Regions from separate parts of the Mus musculus genome. Here region 2 is linked to region 1. Evidence: chromatin contacts called from public promoter capture Hi-C data. All regions are on one chromosome and are shown on one strand. The core of a region is the stretch at or near the end of the contact, and the rest is flanking DNA. Distances in the headings are between cores, read along the strand shown. Region 1 holds the start of Atg7 (autophagy related 7). Region 2 holds the start of Zfp637 (zinc finger protein 637).

What was found. Promoter capture Hi-C pulls out the DNA fragments that hold promoters and counts their contacts.
Region 2: a promoter capture Hi-C map of pre-B cells shows a contact between it and region 1. The contact joins the promoter of Zfp637 here to the promoter of Atg7 in region 1. A contact is called at or near these places in 1 of 39 promoter capture datasets (pre-B cells) and 1 of 484 Hi-C or Micro-C datasets (B cells).

The regions. Positions count from the first base shown.
Region 1 is chr6:114,641,526-114,644,657 of GRCm38.p6, forward strand. Atg7 (autophagy related 7) reads left to right here and starts at 1,602. Exons shown (of 19, transcript NM_028835.5): 1 at 1,602-1,625.
Region 2 is chr6:117,839,285-117,842,447 of GRCm38.p6, forward strand. It overlaps Zfp637 (zinc finger protein 637), which reads left to right and starts at 1,897. Exons shown (of 3, transcript NM_177684.3): 1 at 1,897-1,984.

The sequences.
Region 1 (3,132 bases), core at 352-2,851:
AAACTTATCAGAAGCAGGAATTCACACCTTCCATCTTGCTCTCTGTGATGTTTGGGGCAAGATGATGACTTGGGTGCAAAATTGTTGATCAGCTGTGATTGGTAGCCAGTTGTGGTCCTGGAGACATTTACCCACCTGTAGTTCAGGGTGGTCTTCCATTCCAGTAGTTATTCCTTGTTCCCCAACTTCATGCCTTCTTCCTAACGCTCATTTTGTGGGGTTTTTTTTCTTATTTTTCAGAGTCTAAGATTATTTCCTGTCACTCTGACTCCAAAGTGTCTGTCTCTCTCTCTCTCTGTCTGTCTCTCTTTCTTTTTTCCAGGAACCACTTTCCATTTGTTTACTCTGCCCCCCCCCCCGTATAAGCTATAAGGCACACACACACACACACACACACACACACACACACACACACACACACCACCTTGTAATTTATCCATTAGAAATAGGAAACCCTTAATGTAAAAAAAAATCAATAAATAGTCCAAGATATTATGATGAATCCCTAGAGGCACTCCAAAGGCACTGTGTGCCAGGAAAGGTGTCCGTGGACTGCCATCTCAGCAATGGTGATGCGGTATCAGGATGCTTGCCTTGAGCTCTGATCATCCTGGACTATAGAACTAAATCAAGTCAAGTACACTCTTGTCGCTAAGGAAGTCACTCATGTGCAAGACTCCCCAGGCTAGAGCATTTCATTATGTTCATTATCCTGTCAAAAAAAAAAATGTTTTCCCAGTAGTAAGTTTTTTGTTCGTTTTATTTGTTTGTTTGTTTTGTTTGAGATAGTGTAGCCCTGGCTGTCCCAGAACTCACTACTCACAGATCCACCTACCTCTGCCTCCCAAATGCTGGATTTTTTGTTTTGTTTTGTTTTGTTTTGTTTTTCGAGACAGGGTTTCTCTGTATAACTCTGGCTGTCCTGGAACTCACTTTGTAGACCAGGCTGGCCTTGAACTCAGAAATCTGCCTGCCTCTGCCTCCTGAGGGCTGGGATTAAAATCTTGTGCCACCACGCCCAGCCCAAATGCTGGAATTTAAGACATATCCCACACCGTCTGGCCCATATTAGGTTCTTAAGAAGTGATTTTATAGTCACTGAAGTTGCTGGCTGCAGTAGCTTGGTGGATATTTTAGATTCTATTTGGTTTTCCAGAGTTATATTTGGTTGGGCAAGCTTTTAATCCCAGCACTGGGGCAAAGCAAAGGTAAGCAATCTCTGTTAGTTCGAGACTAGACTGATGTATATGTATACAGGTCCAGAACAGCCATGGCTATGTAGTGTAAATATGAGGAGGACATAACCTTTTTAAAAAATTAAAAATGCAAAAAATAAAAATAAACCTTGTTTCAACACCTGTACTCTAGTACTACCCTGGGAATTTGATAATAATTCCGTAGTACTGTAGAGTCACTCGCAGGAAAATGTAATCTTCCTTACAAGCCCCAAAAGGCTTACAGGTTAGCCTTAGTTTCGCCCCGTTATTGCGGTTGTGGGGACCCTTTTTGTCGTTGTTGTTGTAGTGCGCATGCGCGCCGCGCTTCCGCGTTTGTGTGGGCTGGGTTATTACGTCATTGGGCCGCGCGGCGCGGCTGGGGCTGTGGTTGCCGGAAGTTGAGCGGCGGTAAGTAAGCCGTGGTTGCGGAGCAGCTGCCGGGGCTGGCGGGGTTCACTTAGGAAAGCTGAAGCCAGTTTTGGGCTGGTCTGGAATATTCTTCACCTGTCTATACTCGGTCCCCTCGTACTCCGGCAGAGAGTGTTGCGATCTCCGGGTCGGGAGGCGCCTCTGGTTGCTCATTCTGTGAAGTGCTGCCTTTGGCGTGTGTGGACCGGCCACGGAGTAAGCTTGTGTCCCCGGACTGTGAAGGGACTTGATCTTGTTACTTATGAGGAGGACATAATTAAATCTTTTCTACTAGAGGTTCTGCATCCCCTTAAAGGACCCAGAGATTACAAATTAGTACTTTATAGGAAATCAGCCTGGTGAGGCAAATGCACTTGTCAGAAAGTTTCTGAGCCAGGCATGGTCGCGGAGAGAGGTGACCCCAGCCGCAGGGAACCTGAGCCAAGAGAACTGCTATTTAGAACCAGCCTAGGCAATCGGACACAAACCCTTTTGCAAACTGGAAAACGGGTGTGGGATGTAGTTAAGTCCCAGAGCGGTTCTTCAGCGTTCCAGGGTCCTGGGTTCAATTACCAGCACATGCCAAATTGAATTTGAGATGAGACCGAATCAACCTGCGTCTGCAATTTTATTTAATTCTTTAAAATTATTTGTAACTTTGAGTGCGTGTATGCGTGTGTGGTCTCATGCCTCCAGAGACAAGACATGGCGGACCCCAGCAGAAGTGGAGCTCCAGGCAAGCTGTGCCTGATATGGGTGCTGGAAACCCTACCCAGGTCTTTGTAAGCACTGAGTCGAGTCAGCTTTCCAGTATAAATTAATTTATTTTTTTAAGACTGAATGCCATGCACCCCATGCTGTCTTTGAACACTCAGTGAAGCAGAGGCCGGCCTTTGAGTTTTTATATTTCTACTTCCACCTCCTTGAGTCCTGGGATTACAGGTGTGTACCACTACGCCTGTTTTTCTGATGTGTTCCTGCATGCTGGGCATCATAATATCATGGACTATTTATTGATTTTTTTTTTTTTTTTACATCCAGGGTTTCCTATTTCTAATGGATAAATTACAAGACGGTGTGTGTGTGTGTGTGTGTGTGTGTGTGTGTGTGTGTGTGTGTGCCTTATAGCTTATACAGGGGGGAAACAGGGGTAAACAAATGGAAAGTGGTTCCTGGGGAAAAAAAAAGAGACTTTGGAGTCATATTGACAGCAAATACTCTATCATCACCTCAGAGCTTCACTCCCATATCAGGCATCCTATTTATAAATCCTGGTCACAAATGTGCTTTCCCTTTCAAACGTGCTAATTTGGTGGCTTTTTATGTTGGTTTGACTTTGTCTTTCTTTTTTTAAAACCCATGTAACTGGTAAACAGACCTGTCTGCCTTGTAGACTTGAGGGCTCTGCCTCGGGCTTTTCCTTTCCCATAGACTGTTTATTTGTTTATTTTTTATTTTATTTTATTTTATTTATTTTTTTTTTTTGGCCTTGGTTTGTGAAAGCTCA
Region 2 (3,163 bases), core at 647-3,146, 3.2 Mb after region 1:
GACCAGGCCGGCCTCGAACTCAGAAATCTGCCTGCCTCTGCCTCCCAAGTGCTGGGAATAAAGGCGTGCGCCACCACACCCGGCTAACCTTTTTCTTATTTTTGTCCATTTTATCGTGGTTGCAAACGTCCTTTCCTACACTGAGATCATGATCACATTAATTCAGTTTTTCTTCTGGGTCTTTTGTGGATCTGTGCTTTATCACACATTTGATCCACGTAGAGGGTCTCCGCATAGGAGGTCATTTGAGCAGTTTCTTTATCCAAGTAGTGAGACTGTCATAACTAATGTCACTGTCTGAATTATCATTCCTTCCCCTAGTGATGTAAGGTACCAGGGATGGAGATGTCTGTAACAAGCATTTAAATACGCACTGGCAGAACTCACCCCTAGCCCTCACTCGGCACCCTCCCCCCTTCCTGATGCAAGTGTTAAGATGCAGGTGGTGGCTGAGGACTATGCCCCATTTAAGATCTTGGCAAGAACCATGTGTCTAGGGACTCTGATCTTTCAACCCCAATCGTAACCACTCTATCAAATGGATCTGGGCCAGTAAGATGGTGTGTAGGTAATAGTGCCTGCTGCCAAGTCTGATGACCTGAGTTCGATTCCCTGTAGGAAAGGGTGAGCCCACTCATACTAATGATTCTCTGACCTCCACAGGCACAGCAAGACACCCCTCACATCCACACACTAAACAAAATGGGATCTTTTTTTCCCAAAAAATACGTGTACCCAAGTCCTCAAGGCTGTTAAGAGAATCTTTGCAGATTTATGAAGGAAACATGAGTTCTTGTCTCCCCTGATGGCCCCCTTTTCCTACCGATGCTTTGTCAACTAAAACTTGTCCTAATCCCACATCTGGTCTCACAGAACAGAGATGTCCTGTGAAGTCAAATATTTCATCCAGTCTGACACATGTAATTCTGGGAAAGGAACAAGGGCACTGCAAGAGGAACATTTCTTATGGTCTCTTTCATTCAATAGGATAGCTAAATCTACCAAGGGAAGACTCTGGGGGAGGCTCACTACGAAAGAAGTCAAGTCAGGGCTCCAGGGTGAGACTAATGTCCTTTAGAAAAGCTATTAGAGGCAGGCAGTGGTGGTGCACGCCTTTAATCCCAGCACTTGGGAGGCAGAGGCAGGCGGATTTCTGAGTTCGAGGCCAGCCTGGTCTACAGAGTGAGTTCCAGGATGGCCAGGGCTATATAGAGAAACCCTGTCTCGAAAAACCAAAAAAAAAAAAAAAAAAAAAAAAAGGCTATTAGAAATGCATATAAATAAATGCAGTCGATGGACGTTTAAGGCATCTTAAAAGAGATTTTATTGAATGGATGCTCAATTTCATCCACGCCCCTCTCAGGACCAAAAGGGCTACTCTCCCATCTCTAATAACTAATTTTAGAGTGTTCAAATCTCAACCCTTGTGTCATTAACTTCTTCAGTTAGGAAGACAATGTTAGTGTCCACTCAGGGAATACTGTTCCCTCGAGTTCCCTTGGCTCAGAAAGTCTCCCGGGCCCCGCGTAGGTGCCCTATGGGGTCCTGGAGCCGTCGGACCTGGGCTCCCCACAAGTGAGCGCCCTGGGTCGTACAACTAGTCGGGGTAGTACCTAAACTCCGAAGTCCTGCAGTGCCTCGTCCATCTTTTGGGTGAAAAAAAACTTATTACACGGACCAGAGAGTATTCCTGATTCTTTGTCCGAAATACTTGGTCCCGGCTCCTATAGGGAACCCTGAGTCTTCTGCAGTTTTAACGTCATAAGCATTCCCAAGCTTCAACCACCGCTCCTCCACAGGACGGCGCTCCCCAACAACCAGAAGCAGCCACCGCGTTTCTGCCGCAGCTCGGTCGCGGCGCTTCCCACAGTGCCTCGGGGCGCGCGCGGGCTCCTGGGAGTTGTGGTCCGGCGACGCGCAGCGTTGCAGCGGCTGCTACGGGCTCGGCGCCGGCTTTGTCTGTCTGCGGGCGCGCGCCGCTGCGGTGAGTGTTGCTGAGGCCGGGGCTGTGCGCCCGAGAGAGGGGGCTGTGTCTTGAGCCTGCTGCTCCGGCCAGGGCGCGTGAGCAGGCCAGGCTGGCCGTCCGGGCCAAAATCGCCAACCGCAGACAAGGGTGCGCTGGTCGGAGAGCGGGTGGGCCGCGGTGTGCTGCGGAAGGGTCCTGCTGCAATGTCGGGGTCCCTGGGAGGCTGGGGCCCCGCGAGCGTGGGAGGGGCCACAGGAAGGTCCAGCTAGGCCAGGAGAGCAGAGTTCACGCCTAGGGAGAGAGCCTAGCAGGGAGTGGCGTCCAGCGTGGGGGGAATTCATCCTCACCCAAAGCTCCTAATCGCACGTTAAATTGCCTCATTAGATTTTTCCCAAACCCTACAGATCACCCTGTCTGTCCTCCAGCCCTCTCTCCTGAAAAAGCACCATTTTAGGTCTTGGATTTGTAGGGCGTGTCTCAAATGTAAGAGATCCCTCACTTTCTGGTCCTCAGTTCTTCCGAGAGCTAGCTAATTGAGATAGTGTTAACTTGTTTACTAAGAGAAGAAACTGGAGTCGGGGCTGTTAGGTTGTTCTGCTACAGGGCATACACCGAGGGAAACAAGGCAAAAAATTCAAGTCTCTCGGGGCCTAATTCTGAGCTGTGGTAACATTTCTGATAGGAAAAGCAGCGTTTTGTGTTACGAAATCACTCTCTTTCAATATCTTCAAGAATTTGATTGCTCTGACTTGAACAGGTTCTTCCTTGACAATTTCCTGTTGTCAGTTGTCCTGCTATTAATCAGGGAGTCTGGAGACACAGCTGAGGCATGTTGGCTACTTCTTAGCAGGTAGAGGAGTTCAGGTATCTACCGTGTTCACTCATTTTGACTTAACCATGTTCTCTAGACACTCCAGAGACAAAAAAGTCCAGCCCCAGGGAGTAGCTACCATGTGCTTTTCTTTGTGAATCACAGGGGAGTTTTGTTGGCTTTATTTTTAATCAATAATATCTCTAAGTGAATGCATTTGCAGCATGACAGGGGACCCCTTTATAGCTTGTGTTCCAAGTTGGAAGTGAATCCTTCAAAGATTTCTTGACATCAGGCTATATAACTGAATGGATAGAAGGGTTAGCTATTTGGTTAATAAAATAGAAAATCGTACCATCAGATTGCTAATTCATTAAGCTAGGAAT